Linked DNA regions of Mus musculus: regions 1, 2 and 4 are each linked to region 3. A link is a contact called in public promoter capture Hi-C data. All regions are on one chromosome and are shown on one strand. The core of a region is the stretch at or near the end of the contact, and the rest is flanking DNA. Distances in the headings are between cores, read along the strand shown.

Region 1 (3,358 bases), core at 429-2,928, 2.5 Mb after region 3:
TAAGAATTATAAGAATACAGGAAGTAAGCCGGGCTTGGTGGCACATGCCTTTAATCCCAGCACTCGGGAGGCAGAGGCAGGCGGATTTCTGACTTCTAGGCCAGCCTGGTCTACAGAGTGGGTTCCAGGTCAGCCAGGGCTATACAGAGAAACCCTGTCCCGAAAAAAAAAAAAAAAAGAATACAGGAAGTGAGCATCATCGCCGACAAAAAAAAAAAAAAAAAAAAAAAAAAAAAAGTGAAGTAACTAAGGCGCACGCGCAGTGACGTTCAGTTGCTCAGCTTTGGAGAAGTGAGCGGTAACCGTTAGTGGGATAGTGAGAGCTGACGGAGGATAAAGATATGAAAAAATTTCGAAGTAACTGGTCCAATGGGGACCAACATTTTGGAAACTCGGGCAGTTCCTGGGTGGAGCCACAAATCAACTACAAATAGTAAGTTTATAGAAATATTTTGATTCAAAAATTAGAAGTCCGGCGGTAGCCGCTTTGAAATCATTGGTTTTTTTAAAAAATGGCAGTGATATTTAAAAATGGGAATGGGTGGGTAGGGAAGTGGGGGACTTTTGGGATAGCATTGGAAATGTAATTGAGGAAAATACGTAATAAAAAAAAAATGGCAGTGGGAACCGGGCGGTCGTGGGAGCCGGGCAGTCGTGGCGCACGCCTTTAATCCCAGCACTCAGGAGGCAGAGGCAGGCAGATTTCTGACTTCGAGGCCAGCCTGGTCTACAGAGTGAGTTCCAGGACAGCCAGGGCTATACAGAGAAACACTGTCTCGAAAAAAAACAAAAACAAAAAACAAAACAAAACAAAACAAAAACCAAAAAACAAAAACAAACAAAAAATGGCAGTGGAGTAGTGAAACATTACTTGTACTTAAATCCTAGGTAGTCGCTGGTTAATCACTTTTTTAAATAGACTGATAAGAAAATAATATTTAACTTATAGTTGTCATAAATAATTGAGTATGAGTAAAAATGTTTAGAAACGTGCTTGTGATCACTACTAAACTGTTTCTTGTCCTGCTGTTCTTGAATACGCTGTGGAAACACACACCGTAGGGTTTAGGGGGGTAGTCCTTGTTATATAATCCCCCCAGAGTGGCGAGAATCCGTGAAATGCTTGTATATTAAACCGTGAGAAATTGTAGGCAGCCCAGCGAAGCTTAGTGGCCAAGGCTCAAAATGGAGAACATTTTAGAACTTTAAACAGTTTTTAAACCCCACTGGCCGTACTTTAAACAGTTTTCAGCACCCCCTGTACTTTAAAATTTTTCAGCCCTCGTGCAGTTGGCGGTTGGTGTTACTTTCCATAAGTTCTGCCCCCTTTTCCTATTGGCTACGGACATAGATTCCCCCCCCCCCCGTTTCTCGTTGGCCTTCAAATTTTGGCCCCGCCTCCTCGTGTGAAGAGGTTCCCACCCAAAATTGAATATTTAATATTAACTTGTGCCAGGACAGGTAGCTGGGAACTTGAGATGTATTTGTTTTCCATATTAAGCTTACAAAAGCAAGGTCCTCCCCTTCTGTTTTGTTGGGGTTTTGGGGGGATGGTGTAGGTTGGTTAGTTTTTTCGTTTATCTGTTTCTCTTATGGTAAATAAACAGTTTGCAAGTAATTTAAAACGGATGGGCGGGATCACTCGGAACTGAAGGGAAACGCTGCTTAAAGTTGGAACATCGGGGTGATTTTAACACCGGACTGAGCTACTTCCGGGGGACAATGGGCGGGTTGAGAAATCTGTGCCATTGGCGAGGTTCGTTTTGTTGCTAAACATCTCATCCTTCCACAGCCAAAGGACCCAGACGAGCGCGGAAGTGCGGACATCTCCGGGGCCAGCTCTGGAGCAGACCATTTCCAGCCCCCTGATGGCCTTGGCAGTGGTGAGTGCGTGACACCTCCTGGCGCCCGCGGCTTGGCCGAGGAGCAAGCAAGCTAGGGCTCGGGCAGCGGAGGGGAGGGGAGGGCAGCGGAGGGGAGGGCAGCCGAGGGGAGGGCAGCGGAGGGGAGGGCAGCCGAGGGGAGGGGAGGGAGAGGGGAAGGGAGGGGAGGGGAGGGGAGGGGGGAGGGGAGGGGAGGGAGAAGGGAGGAGGCGCGAGCATGAGCGAGTGGCGAATCAGGCTCCAGCCCGCCAGCCCCTGGGGCGGAGCTCGCGCCCTCCGCCCGCCCCCTGCTCCGGAGATGGAGCGGCTGGTGGGAGTCCAGCAGCCTGTGTGAGGATGCAGCTCTGTGGCCGGTGGCTTTAGGTGGCCCTCTTTCCGTTGGCGCTTAAAGATAGATAGATAGATGATAGATAGATAGATAGATAGATAGATAGATAGATAGATAGATAGATAGATAGATAGATAGATAGATAGAGCAAGCAAAAGCTCCGGATCCCTGAAAAAGGGTGGCGATTGTTTTTATTTATTTCAAAGACTAGAACTGCCTCCACAAAAGGGTTACTTCATCAGGGATACTCTGGTGAGAATGGATCTGAGGGGTTTCATTTCTTAGGTTCTGCAATTCACTTCCAGACACGAGTGAGTGGTTATATAACGTAAGAAAAATGTCTCCGTGAGGCTGCTTAGACGTTCACTTCTATTTTGACAGGTTTTTTTTTTTTTTGGTTTTTTTGTTTGTTTGTTTGTTTTTTAATCGCAGTAGCTTTTGAGCTTGGTCATAAGCGCTTGAAATGAAGCGCTTTGCTAGCCTACTCAATAATTGCCCACACTTCACACCTAGGGTCCCTGCCTCTGCACATCTCCGAGTTACAGATACATGCCAAGCAAAGAACCAAGATTCATATGTGACGAATGAAAAGATGGGAGATGAATGTGTTTTAAAGACATACACCTAAAACTAGCAGCAGATTTTCAAGCAGAAATTTGTGCCTTAATCTTAATACTCAAATTTATGTCATAGGAGTGGAATTCAAATGCAGCTTTAGAATGATGAGCATAAATTGACAACTTCTTTTGTGTATTTTGTGCTTGAGGGGGGATTGGTGGAATTATAATCTACATTTGTGAATATTTTCTCGTAGAATTTTAAAACTTATGTGGATCAGGCATGTAGAGCTGCCGAGGAATTTGTCAATATTTACTATGAGACAATGGACAAAAGACGACATGTGAGTTTTATAGTCTCTATTGTTCTTTGTTTAAATTTTATTTTTAAAATACCATTTATCTGACCTGCATATGTAATTATGGTGCACAAGTTCTTGAAGAGTTGCTTTCATTTGAGTACAGTTTGGTGGATTGTTTTTATGTTGTTGTTCTTTTTTCAGTTTTGGTGTTGTTTTATTTTGTTTTATTGGTTTGGTTTGGGAAGTGTTTTGTTGTATTAAGTTTTTGTTTGGGTTTTTTGAAACCCA
Region 2 (3,379 bases), core at 113-2,612, 2.6 Mb before region 3:
GGAATGATAACTTTGAAAGCCACGTTCTCAGTGCAATACTTTAAAAAAAAAACAATCTAAATAAAAGAGCCACATCTGGTAGGTATCTAAATACCTGCATCTACAATGGAGAGGTGGCTATCTCTATCTCTAGAATCCACATCCTTAGACAAAATCATGTTGGTGGGAGTGGGGGAAATCCTCATGAGAGAAAGGGCTGAGTGTGTAGCTATGTGGTTGAACAGTCCTACAGGCATGCCCAAGGGCCTAGGTTCAAGTCCCATCATACCCATGTATTTTAAAATGCAGATTTTTGTTATTCTTCAAACAAATTACCATAACTTTTCATAGCATTTATGCACCCTAGAGATGATTTAAAGTATTTTGAAGAATGTGTGTAGGTTATATGTAAGTTATATATTTATATATTTTATATAAGGAATTTGGGATCCTTCACTCAAGATCAATCAGAATTATTCCAGAGATTTTTCCCAGGCTTTTAAAAAAGCTGAATATTAAAACAAAACCAGGCCTCCAAGATTTAAAATCGCTTGTCTAGAACACAGAAGTGAAGTGCCAGGAGCAAAGAGCACCATGTGATACCTCGTAAGTTGATTTAAGTCAAACAAGTTAAGCTCCATAATATCGACGGAAGCAGGGTTGCAGGACCTAACAGCGGTAGTGCCTAAGTCTCCTTTGGGAGATAGGGAAGGCTTCACCAAGAAGCTAGCGCTTGAGCTGGGGATTTAAGGATTAGCAGAGGAGAATGGCAGGACATTCCAAACACTACGAGGGAAAGAAAGCTCAGAACACAAAAGAACATTACAGTCCCAGCATCTCTGAGCAGCCTAGCCGCTTTATCAGGGTTTTTGAAGCGAGGCCACTTACAAGTGAGGCGGCATTTTTTTTCTCCTTCCTCACTCTATGGTCCATTTCTCTTACAGCTCATTGCTTTGGCTGGGCACACCTACTGCAGGAGCCCAGTACAAGTAGAATCGAGACAGGGTGGTCCCACGTGTTCAAGGGCACCTGGGACTCGTTTTTCATATATTCCCTCAGTATGACCTTGGCTAAGTCCCTAGTCCTAAGGGCTACTGTTGCTGTTTGGCCGTGGAGTGCGAGTGGGAAGCACGAGGAGAAAGAGGAGGAGGAGGAGGAGGGGCGAGGGGGGCGGGCTTGGCTGAGATGTGGGCCCTTCAAGCATCCCAGAATTGGGGACCGCGTAGAGCACCGGGCCGGTTGGGTCGCCCTGGGCTTAAGACACTGACATTCAGTTCCTCCTCCACTCCGGCAGGGGGCAAGGGCAGCGGCTCCGGGTAGCCCAGGAGCTGGCAGCGGCCACGGGGCGGACCGAAGCCGCAGCGGGCAGCGAGCAGCGAGCGCAGTGGGCGGGGCGGCCGGGCCGGGCGGCGGCGCCGCAGTGACTCGTCGGGCTTGGCGGCGGTGGCGGCGGCTTCTGAGGTTTCAGAGGAGCGGACTGTGTGGCCGGTGGGCTGCTGCGGCCTCGCAGCAACCTTTGTGCAGAGCCCTCCCCTCCTCGGGCGGCTGCGGTGGGCACACTCGGGGGCGGAGGCCACCGCGGCCAGGTTAGCGTGGGGGAAGGGGCGAGTGCCAGAGTAGCCCATCTGCAGCCAGTGAGACCAAGCCGGCCCATCTCCCACCATGTCCGACGAGGCGTCGGCCACCACTTCCTATGAGAAGTTTTTAACCCCAGAGGAGCCCTTCCCTTTCCTAGGAGCTCCTCGCGGGGTGGGCACCTGCCCCAGCGAGGAACCTGGCTGCCTGGACATCAGCGACTTCGGCTGCCAGCTCTCCTCCTGCCATCGCACGGATCCGCTCCACCGGTTTCACACCAACAGGTAAAGGAGCTCTTCCCAGAACAGGGGTGGACTTCCCACTGCCAGGCGGGGCAAGAGGACGCCAGGTTGCACTCCTGCAGGGTTCCTCCTGGTCCCTCGTGCAAGCCTGAGCTGCGGGCTGCCCCCTCCCCCATCTTCCTTTGACCAAGGCTCTTCCCAGCTCCTCCCTGTTTTCACCCACTGCCCCCTGATTTTTCTGAAGACCAGCTTCCCTGCACCTTCTTTCTTCTCCCCCTTTCCTTTTTGCACTCTAGTAATTCTTCCCATCCAGATCTTCCCCTTTTACCTCTTCGTGACCCCCGCCCCCATCCATACGCAGAGACTCCTAAACCCCAACTCTTGATTTTTAGATTCATCTGCAAAAGTTTAACCCCTTTCGTTTCCGGTACACTACAGAGTAAATTTGAGAGAGCCAAATCGATCAGTGGATCTTATGAAAGCACCTTTCAAGCTCGAGCCTCCTCTTTCTCAATTTTAACCTCACCCTAAACCAAATTGTACCGGGAAATTAGTCTTTTTTTTTCCCCATTGTTGCTTTGAGACCAGTATTTCTCATAGGTTAGACCATCAGCAAAACTGCTTATGCCTGGAAGATGACCTTGGACTCCTGGTCCTCAAACCTGCCTCCCAAGTGCTGGGATTACAGACATTTGTGATGTCCAACTAAGCTTAGTGTGTTTTAATCAGTTCAAATTTATATTTTTTTCAGTACTATGGCTTGAAACCTGAACCTCATGCGTGCTAGATAAGCTTTCTACCAACTGAGCTATATGCTTGCCCTATAAACTAGTCATTTCCCCCTTCCTTACTTCCTTACTTCCATTGCCTTACTTCTGTTGGGTATCCCCAAAGGTAAACTCTGGAAGAGTCCTATAGCATACCACCCGCCTTGCATCCCTGATGAGGGAAGTAGAGCAAGTTTAGGGTGGGCTGATTTATACAAATAATTTCTTAAAGGTGTTCATGTAAATTATTTTATCAGAAGGCAGTGTTTTGGAGAATTCTCTCATGCAAGCATTTAAATGTTATACCTAACATTGGTGATGCGACAGGGCTTTTCAATATAGGCTCAACTTTTAAAAATAATTTACTTTCAATTGTGTGCAAATCAAGAGTGGGCATGGGCATGAGACTGCAGGTGTGTATGGAGGCCAAAGACAGCAGAACTTGAGTTACAGGTGGCGGGGAACAGGCTGAATGTGATGCTGGGAACAGAATTTGGGTCAACTGCAAGACATCATATGCTCTTAACCATGGTGCCACATTTCTAACCTCTTATACACGCACGCACACGCACACACACACACACACACACACACACACACAGAGGTAGAATATGGATAAGAGGGGAGGGAAAGGGTCCCTCTAAGGATAATAGAAAGAAGGAATCCAGTTCTGGTTTCTGACCCAAGTTTGCTATGTGAGTTTGATCATCTCCTTCCCTATTTTTGCATATCTTCCTCCCCTAACCTTAAAACAGTCTCTCTTTACTGTGTAACATGTGCATTTACATATATAATGTCACTTGGAAAAGTAAATTT
Region 3 (3,411 bases), core at 391-2,890:
GCCATGGTATTTTAAATGTGGTTTTAGAGAAACAATTATTTGCAAAGACTTGAAGTACATTATGATCAAGACAAATTTTAGCGCAATAGACATAATTCAATTTGAAAACTGTTTTCTTTATACAATCAGTGAAGTGTTTGTTTATAAATGCAAAAGTGTTCTAAATCCCCAGCTCCAGCTCCAAGCTGGAAGTGGGCCTGATCTTAAGACAGAGTATCTGGGTAGCCCTGGCTGGGTTCAGCGTACAGAGAAGGAACCATCCAATCCTGATGCTCTTTGCCATAACTAGAACCATAAGCATACTGACGGACAATGGCGGCTGGAACTGTACAAATGAAGGAAGACAAAGGCTATCCACATTTGCTGCATTTATTGACCTTTTACTGTGAAGAAATGGAGAAACGATGTGCCTTAATACACCTTCAAAGGGTGACTTTGCGCTAGGAAACACTCTGCCTTGGGATTTTGCTTTGTTGGTGGTGGTGATGGTTGCGTTTTTCTTCCACAAAAATAAATACTTGCTTGTGACATATACCTGCTTCGCCAGAAACCGCCCAAGTCTTGGAAGATTTAGCCTGGAGACACTCCTTGGGGCAGAGTTCACTGGCTCCAGGACTCCTAGTCTGAGTGTCCCAGTCCATTGTCTTAGCCACATGGCCCTATATCTTTATTTTGAATACCTTGCCAACTTCTCAGGACCTTTTATTTGCATTCTTTCTGTAAGCCAGTTTTCACTTTCACTCTATTCTTTTCCTGTCGGGATTGAGTTATCCTAACAACAACAATAACAACAACCAGCCCTCAAATAATTCCTCACAGCAGAACTCTTTCATTTTAGTGCGTAGGCTGTTGTGCAGCATTGTCAAGGTATCAAGAAAATAGGCTGCCCTGCCCTGCAAGGAATTTCGGGTGTTTGTTTGTTTTTTAAGGTTAAAAAAAAAAAAAAGAAATACCTAAAAAGTTGGAGTAGAGATTTTTCAGCCAGTAGTCAAATAAACAGAGGCAGCATGGGGGAAGGGATAATCGCAAGTGTGTGTGTGTGAAGAAGTGTTTTCTGAGATTTACATTCTTCTGGTATGAATGGACAGAATTTAATTTAGGCAAGGCTTTTGAATAACAAGTCTATTCACCCACTGTGAGAGCGTGGGTAAGTAACTTCGCTTGCTAGCGCTTAGCGAGCAAAGCGGAGGATCCACTTTGAAAGATTTCCCTGAGGATTACCTGAGAAATCACCTACTACCTAATAGGCGCAAAGTAAATGGAAGTTGCTGCAGGCTACTGCTTCCTGGATGGGCCATTACTCAAAAATGCCGGAAACTTTGTTTTCAACAAACTAGTCCTCTCACTATAAAAGAACTAGGAACACTGCTGTCATACACGGGGTTAGCTTATTTGAAGCAAAAAGACAAAAGAAAACCCTCTTTAACTTTACACAGGCTAAACTCACTTAACTGGTGGCGGGAGCGCCTCAAAGGCGCCCCCAACCCACCCAACTAGTAACCCAGTGCATTGTGGGAAATGTAGTCTAGGGCTATATTAGACCGGGTACGGGAAAAGTGGATAGAAAACTACAACTCCCAAGAGGAGGTGAAGCGGGGCTATTTCCCAGTCTGGCAGTAGCTCCGTGGGAGGGAGTTGGCACTCTCTCTGCCTACGTGGGAGAGAAGGCACGGTTGGGGGAAGTGTGGAAAACCTCCGGAGGCGCCGCCGCCAACGGAAGACTTGGTGGGAGGAGAAGTAGAGGGGTAAAGACAGGCTGGGAGGGTGGAGGTGAGGAGGACAAATAGGTCGCCTCCGTTCCCGAGGCGGCACAAAGTTCTTCAAGATGTGGCTGAAGCCCGAGGAAGTGCTGTTGAAAAATGCGCTGAAGCTGTGGCTGATGGAAAGATCCAACGAGTACTTTGTCCTGCAAAGGCGTCGAGGCTACGGGGAAGAAGGAGGAGGGGGACTTACAGGTAAGAGGTTGTGGCCAGCTACACCTGCGTTAGGGCTGGGTCCGCTGTCACTGAATAGGTGGCAAGGCAAACAGTTACTCGTCGCTGCCCGCTGCCTCATCTTAAACCCAGGGCGACTGACTGGGGAATTCTGCTCCCGCCACCACCTTTCCTCTGCTACCACCGCGTCCTGACTGTCTTGCACAGGACTCCCAGTTGCTCTTTGGGTCTTACCGCGATAGGAGAAGCTAAGGGGGTTTCCAGTACCTGATGGGTCGCTTCCCATGGCGAAGGGGGCTGATGGGCAGTGCAGTGCGCTAGCTAGACTAGTCCCGTTAAGACAGGCGAGGAGAGCGGGTTCGCGGGTGTGGACTTAACTTTTTTTCCAAAACCTATACAAATAATCACCACCCTAGGGAGTGAGTGCGAGTGTGTGAGGGGCATTGCTAGGACATGGGAATCCTAAGGAGAACGAAGTGCCCCAATCACACCTTGAGAGAGAGGCTGCAAGTGAGATTTGGGTCGGGGCATGGGGCTGCTTGATGCTGGGGAAGTGAAGGAGTAGCCCTCAGAATTACTCACCTCCTCTCAGTTTCGCGTCTTTTGCTATATCCAAGTTTTCAACCCTTGGAATCCCTGTATTCTTCTAAGAGTACATTTCTCTCCAGTGAGTTTGGCTCTGCCCCTTCTTTCAAAGATGTGTAAACCAAACCAATTAAACAAGAAGGAGACTCAACTCTTCTAAGCCAGTCTCCCACAGTTGTTAATCTTAATTCAAAACTGGTCCATGTCTGAAGATTACAAAGAAGGCTGTTTTTAGATCCTTAGTCTTCCATAGGGGCTTTTTACAAATTTGGACCTTGGAGAGACAAGAGCTGTTTTTCATGGTAATTCTTAGTTTGGTATTAGGGCTTTGAAGTGGTGGAGCAGCTTAATTTGGGGAGGGTGATGTAGAGGGAAGAAGCAAAAATCTGACCACCTGAATTTTGATCATATCCTTACCTCTTGCCTGTTGGATGGCATTGATCAAATTCTTTCATATATGCAATCTTTTTTTTTTATGGTGGGTTTAAACTGCTTTTCTCTTCTGAGATTCTTTTTTTATTGATCATTTTATTTGTTTACATTTCAAATGTTATCCCCCTTCCTGGTTTCCCCTCCACACCCCCTTATCCCATATCTCCCTGCCCCCCTCCTCTTTGCCTCTATGAGGGTGCTCCTTCAACCAATCACCCACTCCTGCCTTACCACTCTTGATTCCACCTATGATGGGGTATAAAGTCTCATATATGCAATCTTAAGGTACCACTTTGTGCTAGAATTATAATTTTGGTCACTGCCTTTAAAGTGCTGGGTTGAGAGAGGAGGGTGGAAGTAGACTAGGAAGATTAACTAGTTTACTAGAAAAAAATAGAATCAGAACCAAAGGACTACTGAAGGGTTGAAGGAAGAAGTTTCGTGGCTTATGTGACATTGA
Region 4 (2,964 bases), core at 109-2,608, 2.9 Mb before region 3:
TAGGGCAGCGCGTTCACGTGGCCCGTCTTCACGACCCAGAGTTCCCCTGACCGTGGGTTTTTTTTTTCCCCCCCTCGCGCTCGCCTTCTCTCCTGCAGGGAGGCATTATGGGTTTGTGGGTCCGCTCCCCTCCCCCGCCCCCGCCCCGCTGGGAAAGGAAGTGCCGACGTGGCTGGCGGAAACAGGCTAGGCGGAAATGAGCTAAGGTTCCCGCGAGTGGGAAGAGCGAGGGCAGACCCGGGGCCACGCCCCCGAGCCTGTTGCGCAACTCGCGGACCTGGGGAGAGAGGAAAAAAAAACACCAACGCCCCCCCAAAAAAACCAAAGGCAAAGGAATGGTGAAGGTTTTGAGGTGTGAGGCGTGTGAGGGTGGTGAGTGCCACTGGGCGGATGCCTGGATGCTTTGGAGAAACGGGGTGTCTGCGCGCACGCGGGCGCAGGCAGGCTCGCGTGGCTGTGGAGTGTGGGTGTGGGCGCACAGCCGCCCTCGTGGCGCTGGCGATGATGGGTGTGCGCAGGCGTGCTGCCCTGGTGGGGACGGGAGGGGCCGTGTGTGAGTGTGTGTGTGTGTGTGTGTGTGTGTGTGTGTGCGCGCGCGCGCGTGAGCGTAGGCGAGGTCCCTCATTTTGGTGGATTTTTCTGCCTTTTTTATGTTTGCAAACTGCATTAATAAAACTGAGAATAACTAGGACAGTGCTAGTATCTAAAGGAAAGGGCTTCTGTAAGAAAAGGCCTGCCGATTTAATCAAATTCCTTTCTTTTCTTTGCCTTTTTTCGTTTTTTTGTTTGTTTTTGAGGCCTGTTGTAACTAGGTAGCCCTGGCTGGCCTGGAACTCGGAGATCCACCTGTCCCTTCACGGCCTTCGAGCGCTGGGATTAAAAGCATGCGCCACTCCACCCAGTCCGATTTAATTTTAGACCCTAGAGATGATCATTATTCCCACATTATAGTCCACCAAAATAAACTTCTTCCATGGTTAAGATTCAGAACTATATTAGTAACGTAAAAGGGCGTTTCTTTCAAGTTTCCAGTTGTACACCCCCTCCTCTCTGTCCCCAAGGCCTCCCCTTTGCCCTTCACCAAATTTACTGCGAATCTCCCTTATGCCCCCTCACCAGGTTTATCGCTAAATTGGCACACAAAATTTTAATGAAAACATAGGCAACTAAATTCCCCAGTGATAGAGACAACTCCAGTTTCCTGTGGGTGGTGAGCCTCACCTACCTTTTTTCCTAATCTCCAAGCGGAGTGATCAAATACACATTCGGCCAATTTTCCAGAAAGTTCACTGGCTGAGCAGTAAACCTCTTGAATCTGCCGCTAGATGTCACCAAATCCCAGCCAAAGGAGTTACTGCTTGGTTCCCAGGGATTGTGAGATTGATTTTTTTGCTCCACCCACTTCTTATTTTATGGGCTCCCTAATCTCTGGCTGACTCATATATATATCTTAAATTCCTAAAGATGAATAAGATCAAGTTCTGTGAAGTAACAGTACTAGGCAAGGAATTATATATCCGAAAATTCTGGTTAATTTCCTTAAGCAAAAAAAAAAAAAAAAAAAAAAGTCACCTGTTCTGGCACATCTTTTGTTTTTTCTCAGGATTGATAAATGGGCCTAAATTCTGATGCTAAAACCCTTCGTGAGCTGTGGCGCAGCCGCAGTATCAGCGCTTGGGAGGAAGAAGGGCCGCAAATTAAAGGCCAGCTTAGATTACATATTGAGGCCCCGTCACTACATAAATAAACCAATGAAAGAATATTCTTTTTGCTCACTTTTTTCCCCTCTTGAAATTTTTATCAGGTACGTGTGTTGGCCCCTCAGGTTTATGTAGTGGTTCTGTGCTGTCCGGAGTGAGAAGGTAGGTACTTAATATACCAAAAGTTATATTTTATCACGGTGAGAGTCATCACACAGTTAAAACTCTTAGTTCCTAACTACAGTTTTAAGCCTGTTCCCCCCTGAGGGAGCTCACCTGTGTGACGGACCTTACCTGAAGATCAGGCCTAGTCTCCGATGCAGGCGCCTAGGGAGACTCTCCAGCCACAAGGGCGGCTCAAGGTGTCTCTCCAGGTGTGCAGCGAAAGACCGATGCTTTCTATCTCCCTCCTTATATACTCACAGTCCAGCGGGCGTCATGGGATTCTTGTCCCGTGTCTGGTTATCTTAGCGACTGATGTCATTGGGGGCTGGTTATCAGGTACAGCCTTGGGGGTAGTGGAGTTCCTGACTAAGCTGTTTTTCGAAGACAAAGGGCATTTTCTCCCCTACTATTCTCGTTACAATTCCGAAAAAAAAAAAAACGTGGTTGTGTCTTTTAAAGTCGATAGTAAGTAGGAAAGCATTTCACTTAGGTTTCACAGCGCATAATGATGTCGCCTTGAGGGTTTTTTTTTTTCTCGATGTACCTGTGTGACCTGTGCATTTCGCGGCTAAAGTTCACCTTCATTTAGGTCTTTTCCCTCTGTTGCGGTTCACCCTATTTTCTATGGAAGGATCTCACTGAACTCAGAGTTTACTACATGGGCTATACTGGCTTGTCAGTGAGCTCCCAGGATCTGCCCATTTCTACCAACAGTCCCCCTTAAAATACGGGGGTTATAGATAGGTGCCCCATGTTCGGCTTTTATATACGTGCTGGGGAACTGAACTTAGGCCCTCATGCTTGAGCAGCAGACCCCCTACATCTCCCGAGTCAGACCATCAATTTTTAATATTTTCTCTATTTCAGATGTTGTTTTAAATCCTTCCCATAGGTATTTCTTTTTTCTTAACAAAATTCTACTACACTATAATCAGCCAAAAAAAAATAGGTTTTAGTTACTAATTATATGTATTTGTACACACGGGTGAAGGATTTTTAATTTTTTTAAATTTTACTGTTTTTAATTAGGCATACATCTACATGTGTGTATGTGACATGTGTTCAGAAGTCAGAGGCACTGGGTCCTCCGGAGCTGGAA

The links. Promoter capture Hi-C pulls out the DNA fragments that hold promoters and counts their contacts. Capture Hi-C pulls out chosen DNA fragments and counts their contacts.
Region 1: a contact with region 3 is called in a promoter capture Hi-C map of liver, with 4 times the contacts expected there. The contact joins the promoter of Nxt2 here to the promoter of Tbc1d8b in region 3.
Region 2: a contact with region 3 is called in a promoter capture Hi-C map of the C10 cell line, with 5 times the contacts expected there. The contact joins the promoter of Fam199x here to the promoter of Tbc1d8b in region 3. A contact is called at or near these places in 2 of 39 promoter capture datasets (the C10 cell line and second pharyngeal arch cranial neural crest).
Region 4: a contact with region 3 is called in a promoter capture Hi-C map of pre-B cells, with 8 times the contacts expected there. The contact joins the promoter of BC065397 here to the promoter of Tbc1d8b in region 3. A contact is called at or near these places in 3 of 39 promoter capture datasets (erythroid cells, hippocampal neurons and pre-B cells), 1 of 115 datasets of contacts at active chromatin or transcription factors (large pre-B cells) and 1 of 9 other capture datasets (liver).

Annotation. Positions count from the first base shown.
Region 1 is chrX:142,226,499-142,229,856 of GRCm38.p6, forward strand. Nxt2 (nuclear transport factor 2-like export factor 2) reads left to right here and starts at 1,679. Exons shown (of 4, transcript NM_172782.4): 1 at 1,679-1,883; 2 at 3,026-3,112. The coding sequence starts at 1,869.
Region 2 is chrX:137,048,232-137,051,610 of GRCm38.p6, forward strand. Fam199x (family with sequence similarity 199, X-linked) reads left to right here and starts at 1,363. Exons shown (of 6, transcript NM_146261.2): 1 at 1,363-1,838. The coding sequence starts at 1,642.
Region 3 is chrX:139,683,356-139,686,766 of GRCm38.p6, forward strand. It overlaps Tbc1d8b (TBC1 domain family, member 8B), which reads left to right and starts at 1,641. Exons shown (of 21, transcript NM_001081499.2): 1 at 1,641-1,955. The coding sequence starts at 1,826.
Region 4 is chrX:136,741,599-136,744,562 of GRCm38.p6, forward strand. It overlaps BC065397 (cDNA sequence BC065397), which reads left to right and starts at 1,359. Exons shown (of 10, transcript NR_033324.1): 1 at 1,359-2,964. It also overlaps a transcript of Morf4l2 not described here.